Regions from separate parts of the Mus musculus genome. Here regions 1, 2, 4, 5 and 6 are each linked to region 3. The links are chromatin contacts, called in public promoter capture Hi-C maps. All regions are on one chromosome and are shown on one strand. Each heading gives the region's core, a stretch centred on a gene start, on an enhancer-like site or on the middle of the called end of the contact. The rest is flanking DNA. Distances are from core to core; before and after follow the strand shown. Region 1 holds the start of Syp (synaptophysin). Region 2 holds the start of Flicr (Foxp3 regulating long intergenic noncoding RNA). Region 3 holds the start of Gripap1 (GRIP1 associated protein 1). Region 4 holds the start of Glod5 (glyoxalase domain containing 5). Region 5 overlaps Gm39488 (a long non-coding RNA gene). Region 6 holds the start of Pcsk1n (proprotein convertase subtilisin/kexin type 1 inhibitor).

Region 1 (3,504 bases), core at 249-2,748, 150 kb before region 3:
CTCAGAAGGTAAAAGTGATGGCCAAGCCTGAAGACCTGAGATAGATCCACAGGACCAATGTGGTGGAGAGAACTGACTCCCAAAAGCTGTCTTCTGACTTCGACTTGTGCACCCACACATACACACAGTAAATAATTAAATGTTAAGAAAAGTATAAAAGCCAGAGCTAGCCGGGCAGTGGTGGCGCACACCTTTAGTCCCAGCACTTGGAGGCAGAAGCAGGCAGATCTCTATGAGTCCGAGATCTACAGAGTGAATTCCAGGACATCCAAGGCTACTGAGACAAACCCTGTCTCAGAGAAAAAAAAAAGCCAGAGCTCACATGATGCAGAGATAACATGCCAGCACCTGGGCAGGGGAGGAAAAAGGATAAGCTGAGGATAAGGTCATCCTCAGCTGCCTGGGAAAGGCATGGCCAGCCTCAGGCTAAGTGAAATCCTATCTCAAATATACAGCCGGGCAATGGTGGCCCACGCCTTTAGTCCCAGCACTTGGGAGGCAGAGGCAGGCGGATTTCTGAGTTCGAGGCCAGCCTGGGCTACCAAGTAAGTTCCAGGACAGCCAGGGATACACAGAAAAAAACCGGCCTCAAAAAAAAAAAAGAAAGAAACAAACAAACAAACAAATAAATGGTATCCAGTCAAATGTTTCCAAATTCAAGCAACAGAAGGGTATAAAATGGTGATTTTAATCTCAACTATATTTTTTCCCTTGCATTTTGTAACATGGCAATCATCACTGAGGGTGCTGGGCCTAGTTTTAGTATCATGAAAGAAGGTAAGTAGTCTGTTAAGAGACAGCAGAACCCACACAGTGAGATGAGAGAACCTATCTGGCAGGTAGTCCTCTCCTCACACTTATACAGGATTGCCCCTCCCCTTCCCTCCGTCCCTCTCTCTATGCTAAATAAATGTATTGTTAAAAGAAAGGGAGCTATCACACAATAAATACATGGATTTTTAAAAGAGGGCCAAGGAATAAACAGAAGGTAAACTATATAGTCGGCTATAATTTGACCAAGAAGAAGAGAAAAAAAATGAGATGGTTAGAGTTTGGATGTGCTTAAAATGCAGGTTTTCCAAAAGGAACCCTCTAGACCTTGAACTGTCTTTAAACTGTGGAGACGTTTAAACTGCAAGGACTCTGAACACTGCCATTACCTAGCTGTGTGACCTTGTGCAAGTCACTTAATCTCTCTGGAGACTCATTTTCCTCATCTGTAAAAACAGGACTAATAGTCACTGCTACATAGGGATTAAATGAGAGAACACACTTAACAAACAGGACTCAGGTTGGCAAAATGTCATCCGGTAGAACTGAGCGGTCCTCTTACCACCCCCCTCCCCCAGAGCTACCTGTTTTCTAAAAGGACCCTTCGCTCAGAGACCCAGAGTCTCTAGCCTCCCGAATGGAATGGCCGCAGGCGAGTTGGGGCGGGCGAGGAGTATGGGGCGGGGGGGAGCCATGGTGCGCAGGCGCTTGCTCAAAAGATAGGCAGGGTGCAAGGGGCGTGGCTGCCGCCGACTGGGCTGTTCCGACGATCGCGCACCGCCCCCGCCGCTCCCCGCGCCCGCCCTTGCTACCAGGCACCTTCCGCCCCCCGCATTGCTGATGCTGCTGCTGGCAGACATGGACGTGGTGAATCAGGTACGCGCTCCAGCACCGTGGACAGAGCCCGGCGCTTGCAGAAATCTGGGTGGCTTTGGCCCTCGAACCCTGAGAGGTGGTGGCGAGGGGAGCAGAGATACGGTCGCTGGAGCTGGGGCTGGGGCTGGGGCTGGGGCTAGGGGTCTGCAGCAGGCAAGGGGAAAGGGGGAGGTGGAGAAAAGGAGTGCGCTCTTTGCCGCAGCGAAGGCTGTCCTCACTGCCGCAGAGGGGGCCTCCAGATGCCCCAAAAGAACTGTCGACCTGGAGGGGGAAAAGAGAGATTCGGGTCTAGGAAGAGGGCAAAGGGGTAGAGAAGGGGAGGGGATAATGAAAAATGACTCGGGGGGCTGCAGATGAGCTAGGAAATAGAGCGACAGAAGGTGTGGGGGCGGGGTGGGGGAGGGTTGGCACCCGCCCCTCCCAAAAAGAATGCACCCCGGTAGATGACGACCCTTTCACCCCCGGAGCAGATCTAGAGGAGGACGATCCAATTTTGCCTCTCCAAAAAACCCCAGACTCCTCGTTCTCAGCGCATGTCCAGTAAACCCATGCCCCCAGCTCTTTCCCACCTTAAGAGATCACCTCCGCCATCTCCCTCTTCTTCGTCACCTCAAAATCGGCTTTCTCCCTAACCGGTAGCGACCCCTCCCCATCCCCATCTCCTCAGACACAACCATCGTCATCTGACTCACCTTTACCACTGCAGACCTCTCCCCTCTGCTGTTGTGACTCACCTTCAGCACTTGGTGCCCCCTCCCCCACTCTAATGAACCCCATCTTCTTCCACTCAACCTTTTCTCCAATCTGACTCACCTTTAAGCAGTTCAGACCTTCCTTCGCTAACTAGTCTGGACCCCCATCTATTTTCTACACCCAACCTCCTCTGCCATGTGACTCATCACCTCACACTTCACCACTCCTGAGCCCTGGGGGTGGGGGGCTGCTGAGACCCTGATGTTTACTCCGTCCCCAAAGTGTCGTTTTTCTCCTCCTCACTCCCTCTCCATATGTCACCCACTCCCGGAGGGTCACATGTCCTATCCCCAGGGATCATTGCTTGGCAGCCTGGCCCCTCACTTCCATCCCTATTTCCCACACCCCTTCCCCTCCCCACTGTTTTTCTCCTCAGCTGGTGGCTGGGGGTCAGTTCCGGGTGGTCAAGGAGCCCCTTGGCTTCGTGAAGGTGCTGCAGTGGGTGAGTGTGGTCCGGGCTATAGGTGGGGGAAGTACAGGGGGAGATGGTGGTGGTGATGGGCTCCAGCAAAACAGAGGGGTGAGGCAGGAGGCGTCCTACTGAACTGGTGGGTGGAACGACAGGGGTGGAAGGAGATGAGGGAATTGGGCTCCAGAGTAAGGTCCCAGGGATTTAAGGACAGGGAACAGAAGGCTATGACGTCACATAAGGCCGTGGGTACCCCTGTTGTGAAGTGACAGAGTGTGACGTTCTACCTCCTCTCTTGAACTAAAGGAGGAAAGGATGGGAGGTGGAGCCTGAAGCCCTGACTGCTGAAAGAGAGATGCAAAACCAGAAAAATCCAGAGACAGCCAAGGAGACAGAGTATGAGAGGCAGGGGACGGTGGTAATGGCAGTGCTGAGTAAAAGAAATGAGAGCCAGGGAGCTGCTCTCAGAGCAGGAAAATGTGTAGGGGAAAGAAAGGCACACACAGATATAAGGAATCTCAAAAGAGAAAACAGAAGGCAACAGACAGAAGGCACAAGGGAGCCAGAGAACCAGAGAGACCTTGTGAAAGACTTAACAGACAGACAAGCAGGGCAAGAAACAGGCGCGGGAGGGAGAGGGAGAGAGAGAGAGAGGGGAGAGAGAGAGAGAGAGAGAGAGAGAGAGAGAGAGAGGA
Region 2 (3,431 bases), core at 240-2,739, 220 kb before region 3:
CAGATCCCACAGCACCCTGCTCCATCATGCAGCTTCGAAGGGACAAAAGGGCAACCTCCCCTTCCCATTTCTCATAGGAGCAGGAAAATGTATGCATTTCATAGGGGCTCTAACTGACCCCGGGCATTAGGCCTAGCTGGAGCCCTTGACAAACGTATAGCCCTGGTAAAGACCTAGAAAAGCATTATATCAGTCAGTTTACAAGAGGTGTGCAAAAAAAAAAAAAAAGAAGAGCGATGTGACCTTCAAGTCCGCTTCTCATCTGTTTCCGCCTCTGCCAAGGCTAATGTTTTTATGTGAGAATAGAGCCTCGCTCCCTAAACTCCACTGGAGGCCTCAGACTACCAGAGGAACAGTTTTTAAAAAAAAGGATGCATAGACTTCAAAGCCAGAAATGGTTGAAACTAAAAAGCCAAGTACCACCACTTCCTCAACCAGTTTCTCTAACTCTGGCTTCCTGCTGTGGCAGATAGGAATCAGACTGACTCCCCACGCCGGGAGACCCTTAGTCCACACCTTCGCACGTCATGTTCTCTCCACTCCAGCACACTGGCTGACAGTCATACGAAACCCAGAACCACCTCAGGACTTTGCTGTCCCCACTATCTACATCTACCTCCCCTGTATGTGCATCACTGCTCCGTACCACTCTGGACTCAAGTTTAAATGCCACCTCCTCAGAAAGAGTCCTACCTGGTCCAAACTCTACCAACTCGCTCGTCCATAACTCTTCGTTATCACCGTCTGGGACTCTTCACAAGAGCTCACCCTCAACACGTCTGCAGCAGCCACTCCCTCCAGAGCCTTACAGTATTTTCCTCTCAGCACTAACCTTAGCCCTATTTATCTTATCTGCTTGTTTGCTTTTGCATTCTGTTTCCCAGAGGAGCCTTTGCGGGATGGTTGGGGACAGGGAAGGTGTCTGTCTTGTTCAGGGCCTTATAGTGGAACTCAATAAATGGATGATACCCCAGAATTTAAAACAGTGCCTAGCACATGTTTGGCCTGCACTACTCTTTGACCGAATGCACCCTCCTGCCTGTCCTGGAGAGCAGGCCTGGGGGAGGGGGAAGTGCTGGGATGGGAGGCTTCTACATCCAGCCCTGTGTTGGTGGAGGTGGCGCTGGCAGACATTACCTGCGCCTCACCGGCTTCATGCAGCTCTTCAGCTGCCTGGCCTCAGCCTCCACAGGACCCTGGCACTCAGGCTGTGGCTCCAGCTGCTGCAGCTGCTGCTGCTGGGGCAGCCCTTCGGCATCAGTGGGTGTGGGAGCGGGTGCGATCCGGAGCAGGACAGTGTAGTTGCGGCCATGGTTGTTGGCCCAGAAAGTGCCCTCGGGGGTCTCATAGCGCACCACGAAGTCGAGGCGCGCCCCATCGCTCGCGCCCTCAGCAAAGGGCAGCTGGAAGGCAAAGCGGTCAGTGCAGCCACCGTCGTCGGGTGAGGAGGCTGACATCTGGCCAGGGCCCAGGCCTAGCCCGGGATCCAGGAGGGGATCTCCTGCTCCTGTTCCTCCCACTCCTGCCCCAGGCGGGCTGCGTGGGACATAGCGGGCTGGGTGGTCGCAGAAGGTAGCCCAACCGTCGTGTGAGGCCCGCACGTGCACCGCCTTCTCGAAGGAGCGGTTCAGCACGCGCACCAACCCGCGCACCACTGGCGGGCGTCCCCCAGGCACCCACACCCCGGAACCCCCGGGAACCGCTCCAGGAGGCGGCAGCAGCGCCTCCAACTCCACCATCACGCGCCCCAACCGCTCCAGACGGCCCAGCGCGGGCGGCAACGAAAATGTGGGCACCAGGTAAAACCCCCCGCCAGCGGGAACGGGGCACGGCGGAGAGGGATCGGGAAAAGCCTCCTCTTCCTCCTCCCCTTCATCCCCATCCTCGCCATCGTCTTCCTCATCAGCCCCGCCACCGCCGCCATCTTGCCCGGTCGCCGCCGCCATCTTGCCCGCCCCGGGCCCGCCCCACGGCCGGTAGCGGCGTAGCTGCGCCAGAGGCAGCCCCAGGGCCTCGTCAGCGAACAGCACCCTCCGCGGGGCCACCGCCGCCTCAGCCGAGGCGCGGGGCTCTCCCGCAGCCGGCGACGGGGGCGCGGGATGCCGCAGCGGTGGCTCCACAGGGGCCGTGCGCGCCATATCGGCGGCGGCGGCGGCGGCACCGACGGCACCGGCGGTGGGACCGGCGGGGGCAGGGCCTGAAAAGGCGGGCAGCCAATGAGAAAGCCAGAACAGGGGGGTGGGGCTCCAGTGGAGCGTAGGCGGTGAGCTAGAGACAGGTACGGCCAACAGCCAATGGACAGCCACGCGGGAGTGACGTACAGGTGATTGACAAGCAGGAGAAGCTAGCAACCAATGAGGACGCCCGCGCGTGGGCGGGATGGAAGGCGGGATGATAACGGAATCAATGGAGAGGCCTGAGTAGGGTTAATGCGGGCCCGAAGATGTAGCAGCAGGAGTATGACAATTAGTGGGAAAGTCTGAGCACGAAGGGCATGGTAGGCGGCGGGAAGATGAAATGGCTACAAGCAATGGGGGCAACGGGGAGCGAACCCAGAGGTCCAAAAACTGGGAGATCCGCAGGTTGCGTAGGCGGTGAGACGTAAGACAGATAAAATGAACAGCCAATGGAGAACTGCACGCGAATGATGTAGAGACAGAATGACGATAATAGTTGCAATGAGCCAATGGAGGAGTCTAGTGAGCGCACACTATGGCTTCAAGAGGTGGTAACAAGGTAGATCTAGCCAATACAGAGACTGAACAGAGACGGGAAGGCTGTGTGTGAGCAGACATGGAGGCGGGGCTGTAGCGGGCGGGGGGGGGGGGGAGCACTAAGGCATGTGAGGAGTGAAGGTGGGAGCGAGAAAGAAATGGGGATCCAGGGTGAAGGCTGTTATATCTCAAAGGACAGTGCCAGTATGGGATTAACCAAAGCTGAAACTAGAGAAATGTAGCCAGAAGGAAACTTTGGAGGCAAGATGGGAACTCATACCCACGGATGGTAGTGTAGGTGCTGTGAAGGAAAGCATGAGTAGCCAATAAATAGGCTGAGTTGGAAGAAGGTGCATAGGCTGAGCCTGAGCTATTGAGTGATTGAGCGCAGAATCAGAATTCATTCAACCAGTAAGATCGGACCTCTGGGGAATGGCTTTACCTTTCCCTAATCTTCCATGACTCCCCATGGCTCCACGAATACCCAGAGCCCCTAAAAGCCCAGACTGCACCGGATTGTGAGACCAAAGCAAAACAGTTCTATCAGTTACTGGGTGTGTCCTGCTGGCCCCACACCACCACACACACCTCCCAGCCTTATTGTGACCAATGCAACTAGCCATGAACGTTCTTAACTGTTCCTTAAAGTCCCCAGTTGAGCATTGATGTTCTTCAGGACTTGGCACTATTGCATGAATCAATCGCAAAATAGGAAAT
Region 3 (3,483 bases), core at 710-3,209:
GCTGAGAGAAAAAAATATAAACGCTATTGCAGTAAAACTTCAACACCTTGAATATAGAAGAAACTCTTGAAACTTGAAGTGAGAGGCCAAAAGCCAATACAGAGAATGGACAGACAATGTAAAGAAAGCCATGTGTTATTTATTTTAATTTGTTTGTTTTGAGACAGGATCACACTCTGTAGCATGGGATGGCGTGTGTGTGTGTGTGTGTGTGTGTGTGTGTGTGTGTGTGTGTATGTCTGAGTGTGTAGCTCAGTGCAGAGTGCCTATTTGGCATGCACAAATCCAAGGGTTTGATTTTCATCACTACTAAAACCAAGCAAACAATGACAACAGGAACCCCCCACTAACTTCCCTTGAGAAGCCTGTACCCATGTCCGTTGGTGAGAACTGTCTCGCTGTCTCTCTCTGTTTATGTGTTTGTGCTTAGATCTATGTTTAAACACACATTCTTTCTTTTCTCTTTCCTTTCCTTTCCTTTCCTTTCCTTTCCTTTCCTTTCCTTTCCTTTCCTTTCCTTTCCTTTCCTTTCCTTTCTTTTCTTTTCTTTCTTCTTTCTTTCTTTCTTTCTTTCTTTCTTTCTTTCTTTCTTTCTTTCTTTCTTTCTTTCACAGAGCTCTGGCTGGACCACTAAAGGTGTGTGCCACCATACCCAAATAAAAACTGTTTCTTAGCTGGGCAGTGGTGAGGCCAGCCTGTTCTACAGAGTGAGTTCCAGGACATCTGGGCTACACAGAGAAACCCTGTCTTGGAGAAGAAAAAAAAAAAAAAAAGAACTGTTTCTTAATAAACTCCAACTTTCCAGTTCTAGGACAGCCAGGACTATACAGAGAAACCCTGCCTCAAAAAAAAAAATCTATTCACTAACAAAAGAAAAAAATCTGATAACACAACTTGGATGAATTGCAACAGCCAAAAGCGAAAAATAAATGGAAATACAAAAGGAATACATTGAATCACATTCTACAATAGACAAATGTACTATAGCACCAAAAGAAACAATGTTGTTCTGGCTGTAGAAAGAGGATGGATTGAAAGAACCTTTAAGGAGTGATGGAAGTGTTCTCCCTGGATTGTGACGACATAGGTGTCTGAAAAGTCTAAGAATGGTATCGTTTTAAATGACTGCATTTATATTGAGAGAGAGCCTATATCAATAAAATCTTTCAATTTACAAAGGCCCTGCTTGAATATATTTCCCATAGCAGGGAAATCATTTCATTTCTATGAGAATACACTGAGCAACACTTGCTTTCAGGTCGGCGATGGTTAGAGCGCTTTTAAATCCTTGTTTCTGATGTTTTGTTTCGGCGTTGGGGAGCACAGCCAGAACCTTGAGTGTGCTACCGGACTCTTTTCCATGGAGCTAGCTTTTGTTTTTATTTTTAATGGACTTTTCTGGTTTTGTTTTATTCGCTACTGTTCTCCTCGTGAATTTTTAGCTTTCTCAATGACTAGATCTTTTCCCTAATATGAGATAAAGCACTGTGTTAATAAAAATCATTGTCAGACCTTTTTTTAAAAAAAAATGAGGGGTGGGTGGTCAAGGACTTTACGTGAGGCGGGATTCCCCTTTGGGGTCACCCGTAGGAGGGCCGGAACAAGACCCGAGGAAGCTTCCGCTTTCACTTCCTTGATTATTAAGTCACTTTCTCTTTAAAGGAGCGTCGCGGAAGGGTAATTTTCCGTCAGAGGATTACTTCCCTCCCGACGAGTCCACCCAAGATACAGGGATACCATAATGTCGCATAGCAATGAGTAATCTATAAATGCTCAAAAGCCATAACAGACAATTTACAATTCTGTAAAAATCAAAGTAAAATTTGTCTGACCTTTGAGCATCATTCTCTTCTTTCCATCTCTAAAATGCTGAACATTTGAATTAGGTTTCTTCCCCTCCAATTACTGGTCAGTGGTTCGCTCCGACCTTAGCACTGACAGGCCGCAGAAGCTGCGGCTGCGCACAAAGCTTGCGGGGGATGGGGGGAGGAACATGGCGCAAGCTCTGTCTGAAGAGGAGTTTCAACGGATGCAGGTGCCGCTGGATGTGGGGAAGACCACCCGTCTAGTAGACTGGGGGCGGGGTAGAGACAAGACCAGCCATCGGTTCTGAAGATTTGGTTGGAATGGGTCTTAAGTATAAGGGGGTGGTCTGGAGAAGGGAAACCGAGGCTCTGAGTGGCGATCTTAGTGATTTCGAAGATTCTATGTGGGTTCTGAAGGTTGGATTCTTTTAGCTTTTCAAAAGGAATGTAGAACGTCTTTAGGCGATACCTTTCTCAGTCCGGAATCGGGATGGGATCTTTGGGTCCATGTGTAGGGCATACCATTAAATGGTGATGATGTTAGACTTTAAAGGATGGAGATTCTGAGGAGAAATTATTTGGTCGGGAGAGAAAAGAAGCAGGCATTTGCGTCATGGGGAGGGGGGAAGCCTCTGGTTATTTGACAGGACAAGACCATGAACTACTGGGAGGTGGAAAGTTTGTGGGAGATACCAATACTACTAAGCCAGGGGAGTAGGGAAAGACCGTGGATCTCTTCCCTAGAGTTGTTGTGCCATTGATGCTAGAAGATCCTAAGAGGAGGGGTTGGCATAATTGCATGGATTGGGATGATTCCTTTAGACCCAGGGTGATGAGCATTCTGAGTAGGTAATACCATTAACTCAGATTAGAGGAAGGGCCGGAGGATATTTATAAACTGATACTTTGGGAGTTCAGGGAAGGGGACATCACTGGGTTTGGGGGAGTAGTCTGACCTGGTCCTCTGACTTGTTGATCCTTTTCCAGGCATCTCGAGAGGGAATAGAAGCACTGCATAATGAATGGACACTTAGTGAGGGAGCCTTAGTGGGAAAGACTGAAATGGGGAAACCTTAGAGTCCTATAGGTTGGGGGCAGAACACTTGAGGGAGCAGAAATATTCGATTGGCCTGGGAGCTAGTTAGTCTGCTTGAGGGACACTGAAGATGTAAGAGTGAGCTCATTGGACCATAAATGGGGAGGACCACTGGAAATTGCAGAAGATTCTGAATAAAACTAGTTCAACTGGCCCGCCCAAGGGCATTTGAGAGATCCTGAAGGACAGACATAATGTCACCCCCATTGAAGACATCTTGTAAAAAGTGGATAGATAGATACTTGAGCAAGGAACGTTTATCCTATTTGAGCCATGTGTAAGGAGATACTATTGGGCTTTGGAGAGGGACTTCAAGGTGAATAGAAAGGTATTCCAGTTGGCCAAAGATTAGGAGAAATGCTATTGGGGTCCTGAAGAGAACAGAATAAGAAAGATCCTATAGTAGCTAAGCCTTCTGATCTGATCTGGAGCAAACCAGTGTGCTGAGAAAGGTGGAGCTGGTACTTTGAGAGGGACATAAAACCAGGGGTAGTGGACAGTGGGTGGTTCTGGGAAGAATCAGATTTAGGGCTCTCCAAGGCTGGTGGATATACATGTATTGTGTGAAGTGGCCTGTGCTGC
Region 4 (3,950 bases), core at 635-3,134, 230 kb after region 3:
AAAAAAAATGACGCCAAGTGTGCTGCTGTGCCCCTGTAATCTCAACACTTGAGAAGCTGAGGCAGGAGAATGACGAGTTTCAAGATCAACTAAGCACTGCGGTGAGACCTTTTCTCCAAAACAAAGTAAAACTACAGAACGAGGGTATATTGCTGGACCTGGGTTCGGTTTCCTGCACCCACGTGGTGGTCCACAACTGTCTGTAACTGTACTGGCCCCTACAATCACTGCATACACGTGGTACACATGTATTCATTGCAGGCAAGATACTCATACACATAGCATAAAAAATGGGGGTTTTGTTTGTCTGGTTTTTTTGAGACAGGACTTCTCTGTGCAGTCCTGGCTGTTCACACTGACTTTGGAGACCAGGCTGACCTCAAACTCAGAGATCCACCTACCTCTGCCTTCCTAGTGCTGGAATTAAAGGCCTGTGCCACCACCTCCTGGCACAAAATTAATTGTTTTAAAGGAAAAATGTCTGTGCATGCGAGCCATTCAGATATCTACTTGGGAAACAGTCAGTTTCCCAAACCCTAAACCAACCAACTAACCAAAGAAGTAACTAAGGGGCATTCAGGCCCCTGGAAGAGAAAGCTGTATATTTTGTTTTAGGTTTTCCAATCCTATTTGGGGCTCCGTGTTCACAGCTTTCCCAAAGGACCAGAATTTGATTCCTAGTACTCATGCTAGGCAGCTTACAAAGGCTTGTAACCCCCGACTCCACGGGATTTGGTGCCCTCTTCTGGCCACTATAGGCAGCTGCACTAACATACACATGAATTAAAAATAGTCCTGTTGAAAATGTTTGTTGAATCTGTATGAGCGCCCTGTTTAGTTCCTGATATAACTACTTTATGCTTTTCTCCTCGTGTCTATGGTGTAAAGAGAAATTACTAGTATTTTCTGAATCTGATTGAAGCAGCAGCCCTGAACATAGCCGATTTTTATTGCACATTTGCTTTCTCTTTCCATCTCTGTGCTCATCTCTCCCCTCTTATTTATTTTAATGGTTTAAGCAAAGCTGTTCATTTCCCAGTTCCGGTCACTGACTTTCAGGATTTTCTATTTTATTTTATTATTATTTATTTATTTGATTTGTTTTTTATTTTTTTCGAGACAGCGTTTCTCTGTATAGCCCTGGCTGTCCTGGAACTCACCAGGCTGGCCTCGAACTCAGAAATCTGCCTGCCTCTGCCTCCTGAATGCTGGGATTAAAGGAGTGCACCACCACACCCAGCTAGGATTTTTTATTTTTTATTTTTACTTTTGCAATCTGCATTTCTATCTGCATGGTTCCCCCGAAGTACTGCTTTTGGGGCACCCCCAGTGCTGAGGGTCTAGAAAATAAGCTCATCCATTTCTCTGAGTAGTCAGTGCCCTGGACAGCACGGCCTCCCTCCTTTGGTCTGCTCCAGAGTCCTCTTAAAGGTTCCCTCCAGCCTTTCAGGGCCTCTGAGTCTTTTGACCAGCTTCAAGGTCATTGTTTCTCGGGGGCCCTTCTGACACAGCTCTGTCCTGAGTGCCTCATGGGCATTCTCCAGGAACCACCTTTGGGTGTCTCTACGTGTCTGAAGCTGAACTGTCTCCCCAGTGAAGCACCCAGAGAGAGCGGCCAACCCTTAAACCCGAGCCCTCCACAAGCCCAAGCAGGGCTTCTGCTGCCCTCTGGTTATCTTTAAGAAAAGCCCAAGGAAGCTAAAGCCACAAGGGTGTCCCTGAGAAGGAAAGCAAGTCAGCAGACCCAGGTTGGGTACCCCCAGCCTGGTCAATACTCATGCCCCAAAGCCTCCACGACCCCACACTTACCTGACTTTCAGATGTTGGATCACACATCTTTCCTGGTAGACTGGAAGGCAGGTAGGTTGGGGCTGAGGCTGGCTCTGTGCCTGGAGATCAAGGGGCAGGAATGGGAGGTGCTAGCTGAGGACATTGGGTGTGGACAGAGGCAGGAGGTGAAAAGCAGGAAGACTAACTGAAACTCGGGGTACAGCTTAGTGGTACAACAGTGCTGAAGAAACCCTGGGTTCTACTTCTAGCAGTGCAAAACCAAGCCAAACACTGCCAGCCTTGAGAATAAAAGTACAAATATAAGTGCTTCCTCTTTTGAGGAGCTGAGGGTCTTGATAAGTTGTTGAGATTGGTCCCTAATGGTCCTTCTCTGTCAACTGCCAGATGTGTCACGTCCTGCTAAGCAATCATCCATAAGAACACAGAAAACCAGGAAAGCACCCATCGAGAGTGTTGAGACTAGCAGTGCCCTATGAGAGAGCTCCGATCCACCTTGTAGTGTGTGACTAGGATGGAGTGTCTGAAAGAGTTGCTTGTGGGTCTGCAGCTGAGTGAGGATTCTTTTAAATGGCTATGGGTGTTTTGCCTGCTTTCATGTCTCTGCACTACATTCATGCTTTCCGATTGCAGAGGATAGAAGATGGCATTGGATATCCTGGAACTGGCCTTACAGACAACTGGTTGTACGCTAGCTACCACATGCAGATTGGGAATCAAACCTAGGTACTCCAGAAGAGCAGCAGATGCTTTTAACTGCTAAACCATCTCTCTAGTCCTGAGCTAAGATTTTTTTTTTTTTGAAAGGGGGTCTCGCTGTATTTGAAGCCTCACAATTCCTATCCACGCTTGGTCCCCTCCCCACCCCACCACTATTTGCTTCGCTTTCACAAGCTTTCTATCTATGGGTTACCTATCAGGACCAGGGTTAGGTGAGTCTGAGATTTTTGCCTCTGGGTACATACCTGGGTGCCCTGGGTGTTATTAAACATATGGTTTTCCTTTAAAAATTATTTCCAAGGCCTATAATCCTAGCTACTCAAAAGGCTGGAGCAAAAGGAGCAAAAATTTGAGGCCAGGGTACTGGCTTAAAGCTTAGGAGCTCTGGCTATGCTTCCAGAGGACCACAGTTCAATCCTCAGCCCCAACATGGTGAGGGCTATAACTCTAGTCCCTAGGAATCCAACTCCCTCTTCTGGCCTCCTCAGGCAGCGTACATCCAAGTGGTACAAAGACATACATGCTAGCAAAATATGTCTGCCCATAAAATAATGTTTTAAAAAAATTCAAGACAACCTGGGCAAATCATTAAGATCATCTCTGAAAATAAAATTTTAAAAAATTGCAGGGGTTGGGGATTTAGCTCAGTTGTAGAGCACTTGCCTAGCAAGTGCAAGGCCCTGGGTTTGGTCCTCAGCTCTGGAAAAAAAAAATGCTAGGGACATTTAGCGTTAGCAGTAGCATGTTTGCCTGGCTCCAGGTTCAATTGCCAGCACAGGGGGGCGGGGGGGGGGCAAGTTTTGTAGAGCCAGGCTGGAGCACAGATCTGCAATTCCAGCCTCCGGGAAGCCAAGGCAGAAGTGTGAGTTCCAGACCAGCCTGGGTGACAGAGTAAATTCTATAGTGAAACTCTATCTCCAAAAAGGCTGGGCATGTAGTGGAGCTCAATGACTCAGTAGTAGACTGCCCTGGCAGTACCAGGCTCTGGACTTGATCACCAGCATGGGAAATAAAGATGCAAGTGAGTGCCACCTACTTCTAGGGACTACACAGGTCATCCCTGCCCCATCCACAAAGTGACTATTTAGGGGGGCTAGAGAGATGTCTCAGTGGTTAAGAGCACTGGCTGCTCTTCCAAAAGTTCTGAGTTCAATCCCCAGCAACCACATGGTGGCTTATGACCATCTGTGATGAGTTTGGATGCCCTCTTCTGGCATGCAGGTGTAATGCAGACAGCATTCATATATGTAAAACAAATAAATCTTTTTTAAAAAGTGGCTTTCATTGGAGTCAGTTCCAGCTGTTTAGTTTTAGATACTTTCCTGTGGGCTCATGAGCATGTGGGCTGTGTGTGCTCACATCTGGCTTTCTTTTGCTTGTCTTGTAAAGGGCACTTCACTCTGCATGTGGATACACAGAGCGCTTGTATTGTGCATTGTACT
Region 5 (3,928 bases), core at 1,146-3,645, 190 kb after region 3:
ACCTGAGGGCGGGGAAGGTTAGAGAGATGGCTCAGCAGTTAGGAGCACTGACTGCTCTTCCAGAGGTCCTGAGTTCAACTCCCAGCAACCACATGGTGGCTCACAACCATCTGTAATGGGATCTGATCCCCTCTTCTGGTGCATCTGAAGATAGTAACAGTGTACTCATATACATTAAATAAATAAATAAATAAATCTTAAAGAAAAAAAGACCTGAGGATGGTTGCTCCTATGTTGAGCCCATTTCCCTGGTAGTTCTATACCATAGCTCTCTCTTAAAAAAAAGATTTTATTTATTAATGTATATGTGTACACTATAACTGTCCTCAGACATACCAGATGAGGTGAGGGCATTGGATCCCATTACAGATGGTTGTGAGCCACCATGTGGTTGCTGGGATTTGAACTCAGGACCTCTGGAAGAGCAGTCAGTGCTCTCAACTGCTGAGCCATCTCTCCAGCCCCCATAGCTCTCATTTGAAAACACTCATTTTTAGTTTAAAAAAATGTATTCTTTTGAGCAAATTTTGTAGGTTGGCAGAATTTTAGATTAATTAGCAACACATCCTAAGAAGAATCAGGAAAGGAGATGGATGGGTCGAGCCTTCTTGCAGGTGAGTTTGGACATTTGACAAAATTTAGCTATATTTTACTTTTTTGTTGCTTTTTTGTTTTTCGAGACAGGGTTTCTCTGTATAGCTCTGGCTGTCTTGGAACTCACTTTGTAGACCAGGCTGGCCTCGAACTCAGAAAGCCACCTGCCCCTGCCTCCCGAGTGCTAGGATTAAAGGCGTGTGCCACCACGCCCAGCCTATATTTTACTTTTTTGTGGTACTGCACACTAAACCTGTAATGGCTCTGGCAGAAATGAAGCTATTCTACAGAGATTGTGTCTTTTAGTCTGATGATCAGAGTGTTGAAACAATGGGCCCCCTAAAATGATAATTTCCCCAGAAATCTCATTCAAAAGGACACCAGGCATAAGGGGAACTTGTCTCCTGTCTCCCAGAAAGAGATTTGCAGTAGTGAGTGGTCAGACAACCTTATAGGATGAACTGAAGACAGATAATGCTGGGTGGGTGGGGCACAGCCTTCACCTGGACTGCTTAGATATACACAGCCTTGACCCTCATTTAAGCTTTCAGGATTCCAAAGACAGAGCTGAGAAATTTGTTAGACAACAACGTCCCTCTTCCCAGTGTGGTCACATTGAATAAATCTCCCTTTTCTGCTTTCAGCATTTGGGGGTGATGGGGTGCTGTTGAAATAAGGTCTCCATGTAATTCTGGACTGGCCTGGAATTTGGTATGTAGATCAGGCTGGCCTTGAATTTACAGAGATCCTCCTGCCTCTGCCTCCCAAGTATTGGCACCATCCCTGGCCTCCCCAAGTGCTGGGATAAAAGGCAGGCGCCACCATGCCCAGCTTGCTTTCAACTTTTTTTTGTTGTTGTTTTTTTCGAGACAGGGTTTCTCTGTGTAGCCCTGGCTGTCCTGGAACTTACTTTGTAGACCAGGCTGGCTTCAAACTCAGAAATCCACCTGCCTCTGCCTCCCGAGTGCTGGGATTAAAGGCGTGCACCACCACGCCCGGCTGCTTTCAACTTTTAATTTGGCTCCTTTAATTGGCTTATTGAAGATGGGTGTCTGGACCTGACTTGGGGCACAGGTTGTGAACCCCAAGTTTGGTGACAAAATGGCATTCATGGAGGTGTAAAGACACGTTTCGGGGGCTGGAGTGATGACTCAGCGGGTAAGAGCACTGACTGCTGCTCAGAAGGTCCTGAGTTCAAATCCCAGCAGCTACATGGTGGCTCACAACCATCCATAATGAATTCTGATGCCCTCTTCTGGGGTGTCTGAAGACAGCTACAGCTTAGTTATATATAATAAATAAATAAATCTTTAAAAAAATCATAAGACACATTTCAGGGGTGTCTACTAATACTGTGATGACCCCAGGGAGAGAAGAAAGGACAAATGGAAGTTTCCAGATTTACTGGAGTCATTTCCTCCAGGGACATTACGCTCTTTCCCCTTAGCCAGCATTGGCTGCTTCGTACTCGACTCAGTGAAGCAGGCAAATGAGTTTGGACTTTGTCTTAGATTCTGCACAAATCTGACCTTTGGTAAGTCTCTCACCGACCAGCTTTTGCCTGCCTTTTTGCCTTTGGGATCTTTGGAGCAATTTGGAGTTCTTTTGATTCATTCCCTGCTGCCATTTGGTGAATGATTTTGTTTTGGATACTCTTGTGTCGAAGACTATTGGGTTACGGTTATTGTAACGTAGAGAATGGTGGCAAAGCAGAGAGCTCTCAAAAGTATTGGGGACCTGAGCAGAATTCAAAGTCAAGGACCACAAAGATAGGGTCCTGTGATTGGAAGCTTCAGGGAGGCACGTTCTGTTTCCTGTCAGCTGGAGGAGAGAAGGTGGCTTGGGTTTCTAAATTTACAAGTGTCTTAAAGAGACAGGCCCATAAAGTTGATTAGGGCATGTGTCATATAACAGGACAGGTTTGAGTGCTCTTGAGTCACTTGTGGTTCGGTGGAACCATTTGGAATAGGTAGGTCTCAATACCATGGTTTATATAACCAGGAAAGTATTCTCTGTACTAGTTTGGTAGCCTATTGAGACTCAAAGCTGATTGATCTTTTATAAATAATTCCGAAGACAGCAATGGGGTGGGAGACAACAATCCCTGTCCTTGGAGCTTGTGAAGAAAACCCTGGCCACTTCGGTTTTGCTTTATGCTCTAAACTCGCTGTGCCCTGCTAAGCGTGATTGGCATGCTCTGTTCATGTGAGTGTGCTTTGGTTCATTTTGTCCTACACAGAAGCAATTGATTCTGTATCTATTCCTTAAAGCTAAAATCCAAGGATTTAGAAAACACGGCGGGGCTGGAGAGATGGCTCAGTGGTTAAGAGCACTGGCTTGCTCTGCCAGAGGTCCTGGGTTCGATTCCCAGCACCCACATGGCAGCTCACAACTGTCTGTAACTCCAGCTCTAAGGGATCTGGCACTCAGACATACATGGAGGCAAAACACCAATGCACATAAATAATTTTTTTTTAAGAAAAGGAAAATGTTCCGGGCAGTGGTGGCACACACCTTTAATCCCAGCACTTGGGAGGCAGGTGGATTTCTGAGTTCGAGGCCAGCCTGGTCTACAGAGTAAGTTCCAGGACAGCCAGGGCTACACAGAGAAACCCTGTCTCGAAAAAACCAAAAACAAAAACAAAGAAAAGGAAAATGTAAAGAAAAGGTAATTCATTTCTAGACTTCACCTGGGTAAGCTTATTTAACATGAATTAAAATATTATTTTGTTTTGGCTTGTTTTTGAGACAGAGTTGGCCTAGAACTTGCTATGTAGACCAGATTAGCCTTGAAATTACAAAGATCCACCCACTTTGGCTTCTGAAGTACAGGCATCAAAGATGTGTGCCACCACATGTGGCAGAAACATAAATTTTAAGCTTCCCTTGTAAAATGATTTGGGCTTGGTGCTTTCAAATATTAATTATGAAGATAGGTTGAAGAATAATCTGATTACAACATTTATGAAAGACAACCTAAAGAGAGCTAACATATTTTTATTGAGTGTCCACAATATCTGAACAGTGGTTACTAGAGAAACTTAAAGTGTACAGCAAGAAGATTAACTTCAGGGTTGACCTGTACCAACAGATGTTTTGCCTTAGTTTATTTCAAATGTATTGACAATGTTGAGAGGACTAACTTTCACTTTGAAAGAATTACTCAGAGACAATAAACCATTTGTAAATAATGTGCTTTAGTATCTAAATGTGTTGCTAGTGTTCTCTAGCCCTGGCTCTTAATCTGTCTGATACGGGGATATGACAACAAGGCTCAGAAGGAAATCCAAGGACCAATTAGTATGGGAAAAAGAAAAAGAGAGGTGAGGGCTCC
Region 6 (3,912 bases), core at 52-2,551, 130 kb after region 3:
CCTGCCTCTGCCTCCTGGTACCAAGGAAGGTTACAGGAATGTGCCAACCATTCCTGGGTTGGGGACGTTTTGTCTCTTCCTATGGTGGTGGCATGGAACTCGTGTTTATGCTTTACCGCAGAGCTTGGGCTTCTCTCTCCAGCCCCCTTCCCTCTTGCCCCACTGGGGATTCGTGCTGGGCAAGACCCCTTTGATGGAGCTACCCACTCAAATCCCCCTTTTCACTTTTGATTTTGCGATAGGATCTCATTACATTGTACAGGCTGGCCTTAAACTATTTGTGTGTTTTTGCTGGTCTAGAGCCTGCTTTGTGTGGGGCACAGCATTTTATGACTTTAATCCCAGCCCTCAGGAGGCAGATCTGCACATCTCTGTCAATTCAAGGCTAGCCTAGATTACATAGTAAGTTCTTGGACAGCCACGGGGCTATGTAGAGAACTGTTCAAAGGAAAAAAGAAGGCTACATCATAGATGAGGGCTGCACTGCCACACCCAGTTTATGGGGTGCCCAGAATCAAACCTAGGGCTTTGTATATGCTAGGCAAAAACTGTACCAGATGAACTACATCCCTAGACTGTTGAACTAGATGTAGTCCAGACAGGCCTTGAAGTGGAGAACCTTCTTCTTTAGCCTCCCAAGTGGTTGGGGATGGCAAGCCTGTGCCACTAGGCCTGGCTCTTTCAACCTTTTGTTGTATCATTTAAAAAACATTTACATATTTGTTGTGTGTGAGTAGGGGTGCACAATTGCCACAGAATACCTGTGGAAACGAGAGCACAGTGAGAGAAATGAAATGAAGGGAGCATTTAGTAAGCTCCTACTTAATATCACGCCTGTAGATCTTTAAGTGTCATTCTGAGGTTGCAGTTGTTAGTAATAGCTTTATTCTGGCATGAGGCTAATCCATAGCAATATGAACTGAGCTGCCAGTGGCCATGTCATCTGGGTTCATTTCTCTGTGAACATCGTGGTCCACAGCATGCAGCCAGTAATTGTTTATCCATCAAACAAGAGTATAGTCTGTTGTCTCCCCAAGGACAGAGACCAGAGCCTGATTTCAGCCCACTGAGTCAATTTCCCTTGTCTGTCTGGTAATTCAACAGCAAGGTCTATTGCCCTAGCAACTGCCCTTATACTGCCATGGCAACCGCCAGTGCAGACTTCTGTTCTCCACTTTGCCCCTTGGACATCTCCATGGCGATGCGCAGGATGAAGAGAAGGCCAGAGCCCTAATTCTGCGCCTGCGTACAGTAGGAGACAGTGGGGCGGGAGTGGGGGGGACGGGGACGCGGGGAGGGGGCAGGCTCCTGGATGTGCGCAGCCGCAGAGCGCTGCTGCTGTGCCTAATACCCATCGCTGCGCACTTGACAGCCAGTCCGCCCGTCCGGAGCCCGGCTCGTTGGGGCAGCATGGCGGGGTCGCCGCTGCTCTGCGGGCCGCGGGCCGGGGGCGTCGGCATTTTGGTGCTGCTGCTCTTGGGCCTTCTGAGGCTGCCCCCCACCCTGTCAGCGAGGCCCGTGAAGGTGCGACCTCAGTCAGCAGGGGGTGGGGGTGGGGTGGGGAGGAAGATGGGGGAAAGTGTTAATGAGGTATTTTCACAGGTATGCGCATAGGGCTTGGCTAGGGTGACCTGGCCTGCAGCTGACAGCCCCGCGCAGGCCAGGGGCAGTTTCAGGATGTGAGGATGATGTTGTTCAGGGCGCCCTGCCCATCCCTCAGCATCTGGGGCCTGGTTTAATCTCGATCCACGGGTGGCCCGTGGAGCTGTCCGTGGCACTAGGGTGTATTCAGAAAAGATATCTAAGCCTGTGATGTGATGACCGAAGTGTATAGGCATTGTTTCTTTTCAGTGTGACCTTTGGTTTGACTGCCCCTGAATGCCCTACAATACTAGGGATGCTTCTGGTTGACTTTTTGCGGGCCTGGTTGCTTTCTTAGTGGTACAGTGTGTATATTTGTGAATTCTTATGGGTGGTGACGTAGTATATGGGCGTATCTTTCTGTGTACTTGTGTGTTTCTGTGTTCATTTGTTTTTATTTTAGAAGGAGTGGTCCTTGTACCTTGGGGTACATATTTCATGGTGGCTTGGGTAAACTGAGTACTTGGGTTCTTCTACGTGCATCCACGAGACAGTTTCCTTTTTTTTCTTCTTCTTCTTTGTGGAGCTGTGTCATTGCAGGGAAAGAAGCCATGATGTCTCTGCATTGTGTTTTTAAAGACGATGCATGTCCTTGGTTGGCTCAGGTAGAGTAACTGAAGATCATTTCGCCAACAGGAATGTACACACAGGCACGAAAAAAAGACCACTTCTCGCAGTGGATATGGCAGTGTTGGGTTAAAATGTGTGACATTTTAAGGGCTGTGTGTGTGTGTGTGTGTGTGTGTAGGGATTGCTGGTGGGTGATTTCCCCGGCGCTGAGAGTGGTGGGTGCTGATCAAGGGCACGTGGAGCAGCTTGCTCCTCTACCTCTTCAAAGCTGTTGAGAGATCAGAGGAGAATTTTTAAAACCATTTGATAGCCTCGCGCCCCCCATAGGCATTACCTTCTATTTTCCACCCATTGAGTCCGTTCTTTGCTTTGCAGCTCATCTTTAAACGACCCATTGTTTCATTCCTCCTGCTTCTGGAACATCCGAGAAATGCAATCAAGCTAGGCATCTGCTTCCTGATGGTCACTAGGGGTCACTAAGAAGTCCTTGGCTTTGATAGACTTAGGTCATCTGCAGTGGGATTCTAGAATTTGCCTTTGTGTGTGTGTGTGAGATTCATTTATATTGAAGTGTACAGTTATAGTTAATTTATTGGTGCGCATTATCATCTTCCATGTGTGTATCATGAGTATCCTACTAAGTCATTGTTTATTTCCGTGCTGTTCTTTCCTTCACCCCACCCCCTACTTTTATGCTGTTATAAAAATGCTGCTGTGATGTTTCAAGAATTTACATCCTGCAGGCTGACTGTAACACCCAACCCATTCTTCTCTTGAGACACAGGCAATTTCTCTTTCAAAATGATTTTTGCAAAATTTTGTTTTGTTTCTTGAGGTAGGATTTCTCTCTGTAGTCCAGGCTGCCCTGGAGCTCCCTTTGTAGAGGAGGCTGGCCTGAAACTCAGGGATCTGCCTGCGTAGGCTGGGAATTAAAGGCGTGAACTCTCCCACACCTGGCTTATTTTTGCAAGTTTAATTTCCAACAGAGAAATGTTATAGTGTTATTCCAAACCTGGCACCTGCCCCAACCCCCCCCCCAAAAAAAACGAAGAAGAGAAAAGAAACTAACGGTAACAGCATAGCATCCAGAGGATTCAGGACAAGTTTTGAGATTGTGTGAATCCTAGAGGTGTTCTAGTGGTCTGAAGTGCCCTTGGAGATATTTAGGGGTTTCCCGGGACCTTAGACACGATAGGAATTTTGGAGGGGCCCAGTGAATGAGGTGGTCATTGAAAATCCATGGAGCCCCACCCCTAGTTGTGCATCTCTGGCCAGACAATGACGATATTTTTTTCCTTCACCCCATCTTCTCACAGGAGCCCCGCAGTCTGAGCGCAGCATCCGCGCCCTTGGTTGAGACGAGCACTCCCCTCCGCTTGCGTCGGGCCGTGCCCCGAGGAGAGGCGGCGGGTGCGGTGCAGGAGCTGGCGCGGGCGCTGGCGCACCTGCTGGAGGCCGAGAGACAGGAACGCGCGCGTGCTGAGGCGCAGGAGGCTGAGGATCAGCAGGCGCGTGTCCTGGCGCAGCTGCTGCGCGCCTGGGGCTCTCCGCGTGCCTCGGACCCGCCCTTGGCCCCCGACGATGACCCGGACGCTCCAGCTGCACAGCTCGCCCGTGCTCTGCTCCGAGCTCGCCTAGACCCGGCCGCCCTGGCAGCCCAACTTGTCCCCGCCCCTGCCGCTGCGCCGCGACCCCGGCCCC

What was found. Promoter capture Hi-C pulls out the DNA fragments that hold promoters and counts their contacts. Capture Hi-C pulls out chosen DNA fragments and counts their contacts.
Region 1: a contact with region 3 is called in a promoter capture Hi-C map of adipose tissue. The contact joins the promoter of Syp here to the promoter of Gripap1 in region 3. A contact is called at or near these places in 1 of 484 Hi-C or Micro-C datasets (double positive thymocytes) and 2 of 9 other capture datasets (adipose tissue and liver).
Region 2: a promoter capture Hi-C map of pre-B cells shows a contact between it and region 3. The contact joins the promoter of Flicr here to the promoter of Gripap1 in region 3. A contact is called at or near these places in 11 of 39 promoter capture datasets (the 3T3-L1 cell line, 3T3-L1-derived adipocytes, the HPC-7 cell line and 6 more), 1 of 484 Hi-C or Micro-C datasets (the G1E-ER4 cell line), 2 of 115 datasets of contacts at active chromatin or transcription factors (embryonic stem cells and memory CD8 T cells) and 3 of 9 other capture datasets (adipose tissue, liver and pancreatic islet).
Region 4: a contact with region 3 is called in a promoter capture Hi-C map of pre-B cells, with 13 times the contacts expected there. The contact joins the promoter of Glod5 here to the promoter of Gripap1 in region 3. A contact is called at or near these places in 8 of 39 promoter capture datasets (3T3-L1-derived adipocytes, the C10 cell line, embryonic stem cells and 4 more), 2 of 484 Hi-C or Micro-C datasets (both in embryonic stem cells), 4 of 115 datasets of contacts at active chromatin or transcription factors (embryonic forebrain, embryonic stem cells, epiblast stem cells and 1 more) and 2 of 9 other capture datasets (adipose tissue and liver).
Region 5: a promoter capture Hi-C map of liver shows a contact between it and region 3, with 2.3 times the contacts expected there. The contact joins the enhancer-like site here to the promoter of Gripap1 in region 3. A contact is called at or near these places in 9 of 39 promoter capture datasets (the 3T3-L1 cell line, 3T3-L1-derived adipocytes, the C10 cell line and 6 more) and 2 of 115 datasets of contacts at active chromatin or transcription factors (bone marrow-derived macrophages and embryonic stem cells).
Region 6: a promoter capture Hi-C map of neural stem cells shows a contact between it and region 3. The contact joins the promoter of Pcsk1n here to the promoter of Gripap1 in region 3. A contact is called at or near these places in 3 of 39 promoter capture datasets (the C10 cell line, neural stem cells and pre-B cells), 1 of 484 Hi-C or Micro-C datasets (embryonic stem cells), 1 of 115 datasets of contacts at active chromatin or transcription factors (embryonic stem cells) and 4 of 9 other capture datasets (adipose tissue, embryonic stem cells, liver and 1 more).

Annotation. Positions count from the first base shown.
Region 1 is chrX:7,637,082-7,640,585 of GRCm38.p6, forward strand. Syp (synaptophysin) reads left to right here and starts at 1,499. Exons shown (of 7, transcript NM_009305.2): 1 at 1,499-1,647; 2 at 2,777-2,842. The coding sequence starts at 1,612.
Region 2 is chrX:7,572,111-7,575,541 of GRCm38.p6, forward strand. It overlaps Flicr (Foxp3 regulating long intergenic noncoding RNA), which reads left to right and starts at 1,490. Exons shown (of 3, transcript NR_029473.1): 1 at 1,490-1,799. It overlaps Ppp1r3f (protein phosphatase 1, regulatory subunit 3F), which reads right to left and starts at 2,171. Exons shown (of 4, transcript NM_138605.3): 1 at 1,138-2,171. The coding sequence starts at 2,138.
Region 3 is chrX:7,788,034-7,791,516 of GRCm38.p6, forward strand. Gripap1 (GRIP1 associated protein 1) reads left to right here and starts at 1,960. Exons shown (of 26, transcript NM_001290455.1): 1 at 1,960-2,035. The coding sequence starts at 1,994. It overlaps Gm39487 (a long non-coding RNA gene), which reads right to left and starts at 1,907. Exons shown (of 3, transcript XR_003953042.1): 1 at 1,833-1,907.
Region 4 is chrX:8,016,608-8,020,557 of GRCm38.p6, forward strand. Glod5 (glyoxalase domain containing 5) reads right to left here and starts at 1,885. Exons shown (of 4, transcript NM_027227.2): 1 at 1,810-1,885. The coding sequence starts at 1,836. The region is part of intron 2 of Gm39488 (a long non-coding RNA gene); the gene reads left to right.
Region 5 is chrX:7,979,471-7,983,398 of GRCm38.p6, forward strand. All of the region lies in intron 2 of Gm39488 (a long non-coding RNA gene), which reads left to right. Among named protein-coding and RNA genes, the nearest start is that of Gata1, 14 kb to the left of the region's middle. Within about 2 kb of position 2,396, at least 7 of the 459 cell types and tissues checked have an H3K27ac peak or open chromatin away from gene starts, as enhancers often do. A contact at or near this core is called in liver, where this site is marked.
Region 6 is chrX:7,918,521-7,922,432 of GRCm38.p6, forward strand. It overlaps Pcsk1n (proprotein convertase subtilisin/kexin type 1 inhibitor), which reads left to right and starts at 1,302. Exons shown (of 3, transcript NM_013892.3): 1 at 1,302-1,524; 2 at 3,528-3,912. The coding sequence starts at 1,411.